3 separate regions of the Sus scrofa genome follow, and regions 2 and 3 are each linked to region 1. A link is a contact called in public HiChIP or PLAC-seq and promoter capture Hi-C data. All regions are on one chromosome and are shown on one strand. The core of a region is the stretch at or near the end of the contact, and the rest is flanking DNA. Distances in the headings are between cores, read along the strand shown. Region 1 holds the start of ERBIN (erbin). Region 2 holds the start of TRAPPC13 (trafficking protein particle complex 13). Region 3 holds the start of PPWD1 (peptidylprolyl isomerase domain and WD repeat containing 1).

Evidence for each region. Promoter capture Hi-C pulls out the DNA fragments that hold promoters and counts their contacts. HiChIP or PLAC-seq counts read pairs in DNA pulled down with a chosen protein or histone mark.
Region 2: an H3K27ac HiChIP or PLAC-seq map of alveolar macrophages shows a contact between it and region 1. The contact joins the promoter of TRAPPC13 here to the promoter of ERBIN in region 1. A contact is called at or near these places in 1 of 5 promoter capture datasets (fetal liver), 5 of 47 Hi-C or Micro-C datasets (alveolar macrophages, brain, embryonic fibroblasts and 2 more) and 2 of 2 datasets of contacts at active chromatin or transcription factors (alveolar macrophages and skeletal muscle).
Region 3: a promoter capture Hi-C map of fetal liver shows a contact between it and region 1, with 2.3 times the contacts expected there. The contact joins the promoter of PPWD1 here to the promoter of ERBIN in region 1. A contact is called at or near these places in 1 of 5 promoter capture datasets (fetal liver) and 1 of 2 datasets of contacts at active chromatin or transcription factors (alveolar macrophages).

Annotation. Positions count from the first base shown.
Region 1 is chr16:44,413,037-44,416,557 of Sscrofa11.1, forward strand. It overlaps ERBIN (erbin), which reads left to right and starts at 2,070. Exons shown (of 24, transcript XM_021076809.1): 1 at 2,070-3,090.
Region 2 is chr16:44,144,491-44,147,999 of Sscrofa11.1, forward strand. It overlaps TRAPPC13 (trafficking protein particle complex 13), which reads left to right and starts at 2,144. Exons shown (of 13, transcript NM_001244746.1): 1 at 2,144-2,489. The coding sequence starts at 2,444. It overlaps TRIM23 (E3 ubiquitin-protein ligase TRIM23), which reads right to left and starts at 1,801. Exons shown (of 11, transcript XM_003134013.5): 1 at 1,626-1,801. The coding sequence starts at 1,706.
Region 3 is chr16:44,078,314-44,081,910 of Sscrofa11.1, forward strand. PPWD1 (peptidylprolyl isomerase domain and WD repeat containing 1) reads left to right here and starts at 2,321. Exons shown (of 11, transcript NM_001244421.1): 1 at 2,321-2,530. The coding sequence starts at 2,335. CENPK (centromere protein K) reads right to left here and starts at 2,251. Exons shown (of 12, transcript XR_002339607.1): 1 at 2,123-2,251.

The DNA of each region.
Region 1 (3,521 bases), core at 820-3,319:
TTAGGTTTACTTGAATCTACGATGCCACATTTAAAGAGGTCTTGAATCAACCGGAGACCAAATGCACCTTTAGAATCCCAGTATCCAACTGGTCAGGCTGGTGCGGAAGACTCTCCATCCTGGGATGCTTTAACAGGGTGACATTTTCAATTGAGAGCTACACCACGAGTTTGCTCAGACTCAAACCAGCTTTTGAAAGTGGAGTAAGAAATCTTTTTGCGATGGTTAAGAATAGGTTATACAATATGCTAATTTTTATATAATGGCCAAGATTCATATTCACATAAATAACTAGCTTGGCATTACTAGTATACCTGGCTGGTGTTTCTTTTCCTAACTTTCAGTTTAATGCTTTTACTTCCGATGCAGCACTGAATAAGCCTGAACATTTTGGTACCATCTGTGAACCTTCAACTTCTTCTGTAGGCTAAAGAACGGTGTTAATTCTAGCAGTTCTGAAGTGGCTGAAAGTTTCCACCTCGAGCAGAATATCTTAAATATCTGCAGTTATTTCAAATGTTTGTCACCAGTGTACGACTCACTTTGGTAAATAATTCTTTGATGTACTTTATCAACTCCTTCATTTGGTTGCAAGCCAAAAATCATCTGTAGGGCATACAGCTCTTTACTCAAAGTTGGTAATAAATAATTATCTCTGGAACACAGACGGAAGAACTGAAGCAATGACTTCAGGGGCACAGAGAGTAATTACCAGCATTGTACATGGTTAAGCATGGCAGAGCCTGGGGGCGGGGAATGGTTTGTTTCGTATCTATTGCGTTCTTTCTCCGGGTAAAACAAGGCCGGCTTGTCTGTTAACATGTTTAAAGCAGGAACTGCAAAAACTGTGCAATGTTGTGGTTGAGGCGTTTTATGCCATATGTGTTGACAGAATGCCTAAGCAGCTCTCTTCTCCGCAATAAACGCAAACCCTGCCAGGCTGAATCATTAGGGCCAGTGTAATTCAACAACTGCACCATCTAAACCGCTGGGGTTGAAAGCCTACGTTGCGTTCAGAGGGTATCCAATGTTGCCTCTAACAAAGACACTATCTTGAGGCAATTTCGCGGGCCATTTTCCCCCTCTCAGCGCCAGCTTTGTCTCAGCTGGTGAGGCTGAGACTTGGAGGAACCCCAGCTGCGTTTCTGCGAGAGCAAGCTCGGAGCAAAGGCCGGCGTGGGAAGCTCCGCCGTGCTACCGCAGTGGTTTCTTGCAAACTGAGCGTGCCATTAGAGGAAGTTGGAGTGCTGCAGTTGAAAGAGATACCTGCAGGCTTAAAATCGGGGTTGGACTTGAACCCTTCGCACCGATCACTGCTGTACAAAGAAACTCAATTGGCAGGAGTGGAGGAGGCCTAGGGACTCTCTTTCTTTTTTTTTTTTTTTTTTTTTTTTTTTTTTTTTTTTTTTTTTTGTCTTTGTCTTTTTGTTGTTGTTGTTGCTATTTCTTGGGCCGCTCCGCGGCATATGGAGGTTCCAGGCTAGGGTTGAATCGGAGCTGTAGCCACCGGCCTACGCCAGAGCCACAGCAACGCGGGATCCGAGCCGCGTCTGCAACCTACACCACAGCTCACGGCAACGCCGGATCGTTAACCCACTGAGCAAGGCAGGGACCGAACCCGCAACCTCATGGTTCCTAGTCGGATTCGTTAACCACTGCGCCACGACGGAAACTCCAAGGACTCTCTTCTTCCAGGCTGGGCGCAGGGCAGCCGGGATCGACTTCGCCCGCATCCCCACCTTGGGCGGCTGGGGAGCAGCACGCAGGCCTCCCGGGCCTGGGCCAGAGCTGGCCTCACGCCGGACCTAGCTCGCGAACCCCCGGCCGCCGGCCCCGCCTCCCGGGCCCCCAAGACTATCACCCCCCGCTGCCGCCGCCGCCCCCCGCCGCCACCGACGTCGGCCCGCACCGCCCCCGCGCGCGGTGACTGGCTCGCGCCGGCCTCCAGCCCGGCTGTTGGAGGTTGGGGCGAAGCGGGCGGGAGGCCGCCCCGCCCCCGCCGCGGAGCCGCCGCCGCGCGCAGCCTCTTCCCCCCTCGCCGCCGGGGCGGTGGCGCTGTTGCCTCCGCGGCCTGTGAGGCAGTAACTCCCCTCCGCCCCAGCCCCCTTCCTCCTCCTTTCTCTCCGCTCCCTCCCTCCCCTCCCCTCCCCTCCCCTCCCCGCCCCTCGCAGTCTCTCGCTCGAGTGAATGTGGCGCGGCGGCGCGGGACGCAGTCTCGGCCCCTGCCGCGGCCCCGCGAGCTTGTGAGGAGACGAAGCCGCCGCCTGCCCCCACCCCCTGCGCTTCCCGGGGGAGCCACCGCCGCCAGGGAAGAAGAACGAGGAGGGGAGCGAGGGGACGGTGGCGGGAAAACAGGAGGGGGAGGAGAAGAGGGCTCGAGGGCAGGGAAGGAAGGCGGGGAGGGACGTACGGAAGGACGGACAGCCCGACGGCCGGCCGGGGGAGGGGGCCGCCATCGAGCCTGCCCGGCCCCTCGGCTCGGGCTCCGGGCGGCCGCGGCTGCGGCCGCGCGGGCGAAGGGCGCGGCAGGCGCTACCGAGACAATAACCCCGCCGCCCGGCTCCGGGGGTGGCGGCGAGGAGGCGGCGGCGGCCTAGCGCGGCAGAGGCTCTCCCAGCGCCCCGGTGGCATCTTTGCCCCCGCGGGCCAGGTTCGCCTGCCGTCGGATATCGGGGCGCGCGGGTCGCCCGGAGTCCCAGGCTCTCGGCTGACGCCCCCTGCCCTCCCCCGCCCGACGCGCGTGGAGCTGGTTTTCCGGGTTCCCCTGGACCGAGCTGGATCCTGCTGCTCGCCAAGGCAGGAAGTGAGTTTCGCACGGTAATTCCGGGCGGTGTCACGAGTGAAAAGTTTTTTTTTCGACGGAGATCCTAGTTGGGGCTGGGAAACTCCTGCAAAACTCGAGACCAGGAAGCCAGCCCGCTTCCCAACCCCCACCGGAGCCACCTACTCTTCCTACTGCGGGAGGCCACTCCACATCCGCTCTCACCGGAGAGAGAAATTCGGCTGGATCCGAAGTGACTAATGAAGGGGAGGAAATCATGTCAGGCGAAGCCTTGAAAAAGCTGTCCTGAGACACTGCCCGACCGAAAGGTAATTTTCACCCAAAGTGTCTGCGAGTCACAAAGCTCCCCGGCCAGGAAAGAGAGGAAACTTTAGTGTTTTCCACTTTTTCTCAAGTTGCCCTAAATTCTCCCTCTCTCCTGTCGGACGGGGTAGTGATTTAGGTGCAAAGCAGTAGAACTGATTTTATTCTCCTTTCTACCATCTGGACCCTGGTCATTTTAGAAGAGGTTGTAAGAATGCGGTGGGACGAAAAGTTTTAAGCAATTCCGAGGAAAGAATGCCTTTGTTCAGCAGAAGGTCCAGAAATCTTAGTTTCCCGGAACATATACAATGTATGTTTTTGATTTATTAAGTTGCTGAACCTGACAACTTTTGTTTTGGATGAAAGTTAGGTCACTGCGGCGAGCAATCGGCTGCTGTTGAGATGGCTGCCACAGTATTTGTTTATACTGTTACCG
Region 2 (3,509 bases), core at 894-3,393, 270 kb before region 1:
GCCTGGGAACCTCTATATGCCATTAAGTGCAGTTCTAAAAAGCAAAAAAAAAAAGAAAAAAAGAAAAAGAAAAAGCCTAATTTGGAGTTCCCATCATGGCTCAGTGGTTAATGAACCTGACTAGTATCCATGAGGATGCATGTTCAATTCCTGGCCTCGCTCAGTGGGTTAAGGATCTGGTATTGCCATGAGCTGTGGTGTAGATCACCGATAAGGTTCAGATCCTGCACTGCTGTGGCTGTGGTGTAGGCTGGCGGCTACAGCTCCAATTGGACCCCTAGCCTGGGAACCTCCATGTGCCACGAGTGTGGCCCTAAAAAGACAAAAAAAAAAAAAAAAAAAAGGAACACTAAGCCAGCTATAATGGAAAAAATAAAAATCATTATTAAGTAAATAAAATTTAAAAAAGAAAAAGAATAATTCAATAAATAAAAACTCAACCATACAACAAGCTTAATAAGAGCGCTCTTCTGCATTTCAGATAGTCTATGTACTTCAGAATGTCATTAACATATAAAGGTCAGATGAATCAACAACTACCAATACTGATTAATACAGTTGTTAGCAGAAATGTATCATTTGATGTCATATAAAACCAACATTAGGTGAAAAATCATAGGTGTCTACTATTTAAGATTCTAAGAAAATTTCAGATATCTGACCCAGTGGTTCTGAACAGTTTGTGCATTAAAACCACTCTGGGAATGAAAAAAATACACTGATGTCAACTTCATCAGAACCGGGGGCCTAATTTTTATTTTTTTTTTTTTTAAGTCCTCAGCTATTCTAATATGAAGTCAGGAATAAGAATTTTCAATAGCACAGATTATAAATCTTCCTAGCTTATTCTATAAACCACTGAAATCAGTTCTCCCTTCCGAATCTCTATTTATCTATATATGGAAAAACGAATTCCACATATTTCAATTGATTTCTTAGTAAATACATTTTAGAGCATCTACACATGATACAATTTCAAAGTTCAGTCATAGGGCAATTCACATTCCCCAGAGTTAATGGGACTTTTGGAGACTTCTCAAAAGTGCTGACAAACTGTACTACAAAAAGAAAGGAAGGAGCAGGTCAAGCAAAAATAGAGCTCTCATTACAGAAGTAATACGATAGTGAAAAGTGTACTTTAAAGCCAGTCAGCTGTGGCTCCACTATACAGTGTTATTCGAAACTTTAGTTTCCTCACCCGTAAAACGAGAATCAACATTTACCTCTAATAGATATTAACGATCTTACATACCTAACGTAGTACCTGGCAATAATAATGGCTCAATTTAATTTAAAAAAAAAAAAAAAAAAAAAGGCTAATCAACGCCTGTTGGGCTGAACTACAAGCAGAGGACCTGGAGAAAGACCAGCCCAGGTCACTCTAACATGTCGATAGGCTCCTTTTCACAAATGTCCCCGTTGGCGACTCCAAGCAGAAGACTAGCATGACCAGGAGACCATGCAACCTCAGGCCTCAGGAAGGGAGGGCAAAGCTTGTAAAGCCGAGAGGGGCCCAGAGGGCCGCGCATACCGGCCCCCAACAGCCAGGGCCGCTGTAGTGCCGCCAGATCTCCGGCATGAACTGGAGGCAGATGGCGGAGAACAGAGTACGCAAGGTCCCTCACCTTCACCACCGCTGTCCCCCGGCTGCCCTGACGACCACTGTCTAGTCCCGCACCAGGCCTGTTTACAACCAGGGCAGCCATCCTAGGAGGTGCAGTGCCGCAGAAGCAGCAGTCAAGGCCTTCACTAAGAGGCGGGGTAGAGCCACCTACCCAGAAGCCTAGGCGCTCGCTGCTGGTGCACAGGCGCAGTACGACGCGGAGAAGCCGCGGGGCCGACTTCTTCGCTCCTCCTTCTGGCACTCGTTTGCTGATTGGCTGCACACTCTTCAGTGGATGCGCTTTGTTATTTTGTTATTATTGAGGAGTCTGAACTTGATAGAAGGAACAAAATTAAGGGAAAAAAGAGAGGATAAAACAGAAGAAAATTGTTGGGATGAAACTCCTACCCCAGCAATGACTTCTTCCCTCTAACGAACGGAGACCGGGGACTACATCTCCCTGCATGCCATGCGGCTTTTAAACTACAAATCCCAGCGTGCCACATTTATATCAATTACTCTGCAGTGTAGGTATTTGGGAGGTTGTGTATTGTTACCGTGGAGTGCTTTCTTGAAAGAGCGGCGTGTGGCTGTGGCTGGAAAATAGAGAAGTATTTTATGTATAGGCCTGTAAGAGGCAAGAGATGACTTTGGTAAAAAGGAGCCGTTGGGTCAGTAAAGGACGTGGTTAGAAGAGTATATAAGGCGCTACCGGCAGACAGAAACTGTTGGGAGTGTCTTTAATGCCTTGTCTTCACGGACGTGCGCTTTTCTGTTTTCTTCCGGGCTGTTTGAACCGCTTCAGCCTCCGTAGGCAGTGGCTCCAAAGTGCCGGTCACAATGGAAGTGAATCCCCCCAAGCAGGAGCACCTGCTGGCCTTGAAAGGTAAACTTTGCGAACCCGGCTCCCAGTAATCTGTTTTCTCCCCTTCTCTCACTAGTTCTCGAAGCTTCATGGCACATAGACCTGCCTCTGGAATGTAGGCCTCGTCCTTCTTAAGCACTGTCAGTACTCGTCCTCCTCTCTGTCCTTGGGCGCCCAGCGTGAGGAAGCCGTTTCCTCGCTTTGGGTTTTGAGTTTGAGAATCGCCCTGTAAAATGGAATAGATACGTGGTAAATTACTTACTCTGTTATATGCTGCTGCAGTCACCGGAGAGATTTTTGGCAGTAGTTGACCTCCCTACCCTGGGGAGAGCCCTGTCAAATGAGACCATTAACAGCGGGTATCTAAAGTGGTTTTTTCCTCTGTCTCTTATCTCTTGACGCGGCAATGACAGTGTTACCAGGCTTCAGCTTCATTTGTGAAATTTAGTCTAGTTATTGTGCCAAGGATTTAAAAATACGTAATACCACAACATATAATTTAGGTTTGTTAAAAATCACTGCAGTTTACTTCAAAGTATTGTGTATATGGGAATATTCGTGTCAGTTTTCATTTTCTGTACACAGCAAACAACTTCGAGTACGTTTGATCATTTAATTGATTATTATTTAGGGGAAACTAGCAGGGCTTACTTTTCTGGAATTGTTTTCTGAAACTTTTTATTTGAAATGCTTTCAGCTTTATTTCATCTATTTTTTATTACCACAAATGCATTTATTTCTTGTATGCACTACTATGTGGTTACCAATATCTTCTTGAACTGGGCTGTGAAAATGTTCCCTAGGCCCATGAATTCAGTTGAATTGCATTTACCTTCCTTGTGGTATCCATTTTGAGGGACCCTTATCCCCTCAGTGACAGTGTAAGCAGCAAACATTACAGAAGCTCACCGGTTTCATTTGTAACGTAAAATCATACACTGATAGTTGGACATATCAGAACTGTCTGACCGTAGAACTAAGAAACTGAAATGTTAACTAGTATAGCAATAGGACCTATAAGCTTAGCCTGAGCAAATGACC
Region 3 (3,597 bases), core at 1,071-3,570, 330 kb before region 1:
ATCCTACAATCCCACTCCTGCATATACATCTGGCAAAAACTATATTGAAAATGATACGTGCACCCCTATGTTCACCGTAGCACTATTCACTATAGCCAAGACATAGAAACAATCTAAATGTCCATTGACAGATGAATGGATTAAGAAGATGTAGTACATATACACAATGGGATACTACTCAGCCATAAAAAAGAACAAAATAATGCCATTTGCAGCAACATGGATGGAACTAGAGATTCTCATACTAAGTGAAGTCAGTCAGAACAAGAAAGACAAATACCTTATGATATCACTTATATTTGGAATCTAACATATGGCACAAATGAACCTTTCCACAGAAAAGAAACTCAAAGACTTAGAGAACAGACTTGTGGTTGCCAAGGGGGAAGGATTGGAAATCTGGGATTAATACATGCAAATATTGCATTTGGAGTGGATAAGCAATGAGATCCTGCTGTACAGTACAGTGAACTAAATCCAGTCACTTGTGATGGAACATGATGGAGGACAATGTGAGAAAAAGAGTATTTTATAAATATATATATATATGTGTGTGTGTGTATATATATATATACATATATATATATATACATATGACTGAGTCACTTTGCTCAGCAGAAATGAAGCCAACTAGTATCCATGAGGATGCGGGTTTGATCCCTGACCTCAGTGGGTTAAGGATCCAGCATTTCCATGAGTTGTAGTGTAGCCCACAGACACGGCTCAGATCCCAAGTTGCTGTGGCTGTGGCATAGTCCCTCAGCTGTAGCTCCGTAGACTGGGAACTTCCATATACTGCTAGCATGGCCCCAAAAAGCAAAAAAAAAAAAAAAAAAAAAAAAAAAAAAAGAATGAACTTTTGCCACTTCCAACAACGTAGATGGACCTTGAGACCATTATTCTAGGTGAAATAAATCAGACAGAAAGACATACCACATGATCTCACATGATCTCACATGATATCTCACTTATCTGTAAAATATAAATATAAATAAACAGAAAAAAAAAAATCAAGCTCATACATACAAAGAACAGACTGGTGGTTGCCAGAGCAGGGGTAAGGAGCAAATAAGTGAAGAGGGTTGAAAGGTACAAACTTACAATTATAAACTAAATCATGGGAACATAATGTTCAGCATGTTGAATACGGTTAATAATACTGTATTGCATATTTGAAAGTTGCTAAGAGAGAAGACTTTAAAAGTTCTCACCACAGGGGAAAAATAATTCTGTAACTATGTACAGTAATGGATGTTAGCTAGACTTACTGTGGTCGTCATTTCACAATATATACAAAAATCGAATCATTATAGTGTATATCTGAAACTAATATATTGTATGTCAATTTTACTTCAAAAAAAAATTTTTTTTTTTTTGCCTTTTCTAGGGCCGCTTCCACGGCATATGGAGGTTCCCCGACTAGGGGTCTCATCGGAGCTGGACCCACCGGCCTACGCCAGAGCCACAGCAACGCGGGATCCGAGCCGTGTCTGCGACCTACACCACAGCTCACGGCAACGCCGGATCCCTAATCCACTGAGCAAGGCCAGGGATCGAACCCGCAACCTCATGGTTCCTAGTGGGATTCGTTAACCACTGAGCCACGACGGGAACTCCTTACCTCAATTTTTTAACAGAGAATTTTGTAGTTTTTTTTACCACAATTAATTTTTTTTCTTTTTTAAAGAAGAGAGCTTAAGTCCAGAAGGTCACTAAGGGATGGAAACCTTGACCACAGTGAAGGCAGAAGGGTGGATGGTGCTGCTCGGTAACTTAGGTTACTAGGCCTGGTTTTCTGCCCCGCCCCTCGCTCTCCCCCACAATAACAAGCGCTCACCACTTTCTTCAGAGACCGTGTGAAATAATCAAGAAGCTGAGGAAAAAAGTCCTATTTGAAGCACCTGAAGGGAGGCCTGCAAATTAACCAGTTCTTTAAATTCCCCCACCCTTGCGTCTTTCTCGCCTAACAGTCGGGGTTCTAGAGTGAAGAACGGGACTCAAGGCCTGGCTGGCCGTTAGGTAGTTCCTCGGACGTAAGCGTCCCACTACCGGGGTCATAGCTCGATGCCAACCCGGGGGCAAGTTTCAAACATAAGGGCGCGCTTCCCGGTCCGTCGCTTACCACCGCAGGGCCGCAAATTCAGGTCTCCTCAGCCTACCGGAGTCGCGGCTCCGCGCCCAGAACCTCCGCGCGCTGCTTACTGATTGGAACTGCTCCCACCCATCCCAGCCAATCCCGTAATGCTCTCCGCCGCTGACGCGAGGGCTGCGCCGCTGATTCAGGATTGGTAGCGGAGCTGTGAGTGTCGCACTTTTTCTGACGATTCGGACAACATGGCGGCAGAAAGCGGCAGCGATTCACAGCTGAGCAAGAGAAGGCGCCGGGTCCCGGAGGAACCAGAAAAAACGGAACTCAGCGAAAGAGAGCTGGCAGTGGCAGTGGCAGTGACCCAAGAAAATGAAGAGGAAAGTGAAGAACGCTGGGTTGGGCCTTTACCTGTAGAGGCAACATTGGCCAAGAAGAGGAAAGGTAGCTGAGATAGGCACAGAGCGAGTTGGAATGCTGCGTCCCTTGCGTGGTAGAGTTCAAGCCAGATCTCAAAACGGGGATGTGTGATTGTGGGGGTTTGTGCCCTCGGAACAAAGGGTCGTCTTTTCACTTCTCGCTCTTTTATGCTCCCGAAATAGTGATTTGGGCTGAGTAACGCGTCTTTTAAATAATATCTAACAGTATTTATCACCGATTTGTTACAATAGCTGCTAAAGCTTAACGCCGATACTTAGTTGTTTGGCCCCTCTTGTTTAATACATGCATCAGCCATGTGAGGTTGGAATTTTTAACTTATTTAGCAGATATAGAAATGAGTACTGGTTCTATTTAAGGCTTTTAGCTCTAGAGTGGTGTATGGGGCCGCCAGGGAAGGTGGTGCCTATATCAGAATCTTGAAGAATAGAGAAGTATTATTTCAGTCCTAACTTTTACACTGCTGCGTTTTCTGACCTAATTAATAAGTTTCCTGGATCACAGATTTTTTTTTATCTTAAAACCGAGGTCTGTGGTTTTCAAACTACTCATGAGGTACCATGGCCTGAAGCATTTTGCCCCTAACGTGGAATAGTGACAGAATTTTATCAAACAAGAGGAGTGGTGAAGGGGATAGATTTCTCAAGTTCTTTGAAATGTTTTCCTTGAACGTATCACACCATTAAAATATGATCTTTCTAGAAGTTCAGATCTTTACTATTCTCCCTTCTTAAAATTCTTAAGTGATTTCTCATTATTTTCAAAACAATGTCCAAACTCCCTAACATAACATACAAAGCCCTTCTTGATATGATCTCTCCTTAACCTCCCTCAGCACATTTCCATTACTTCCCTCTCCCAAAAACTTGTAGCTCCTTCTTACTCATAGGTATCCTGGTGTCTCTACCTGGAATGATTTCCCTCACCCATTTCAACTAGCTAACTATTGTTCAGCCTTTAGCAGTCAGTTGAGCTATAAACTCCTTTAGGAAACTTGCGACCTCTCCAGTCAGGGCTGGGTTTCTAAAGCACGTTGATCATAAATCTGAGGTATGTTTATCACACTGAATTTA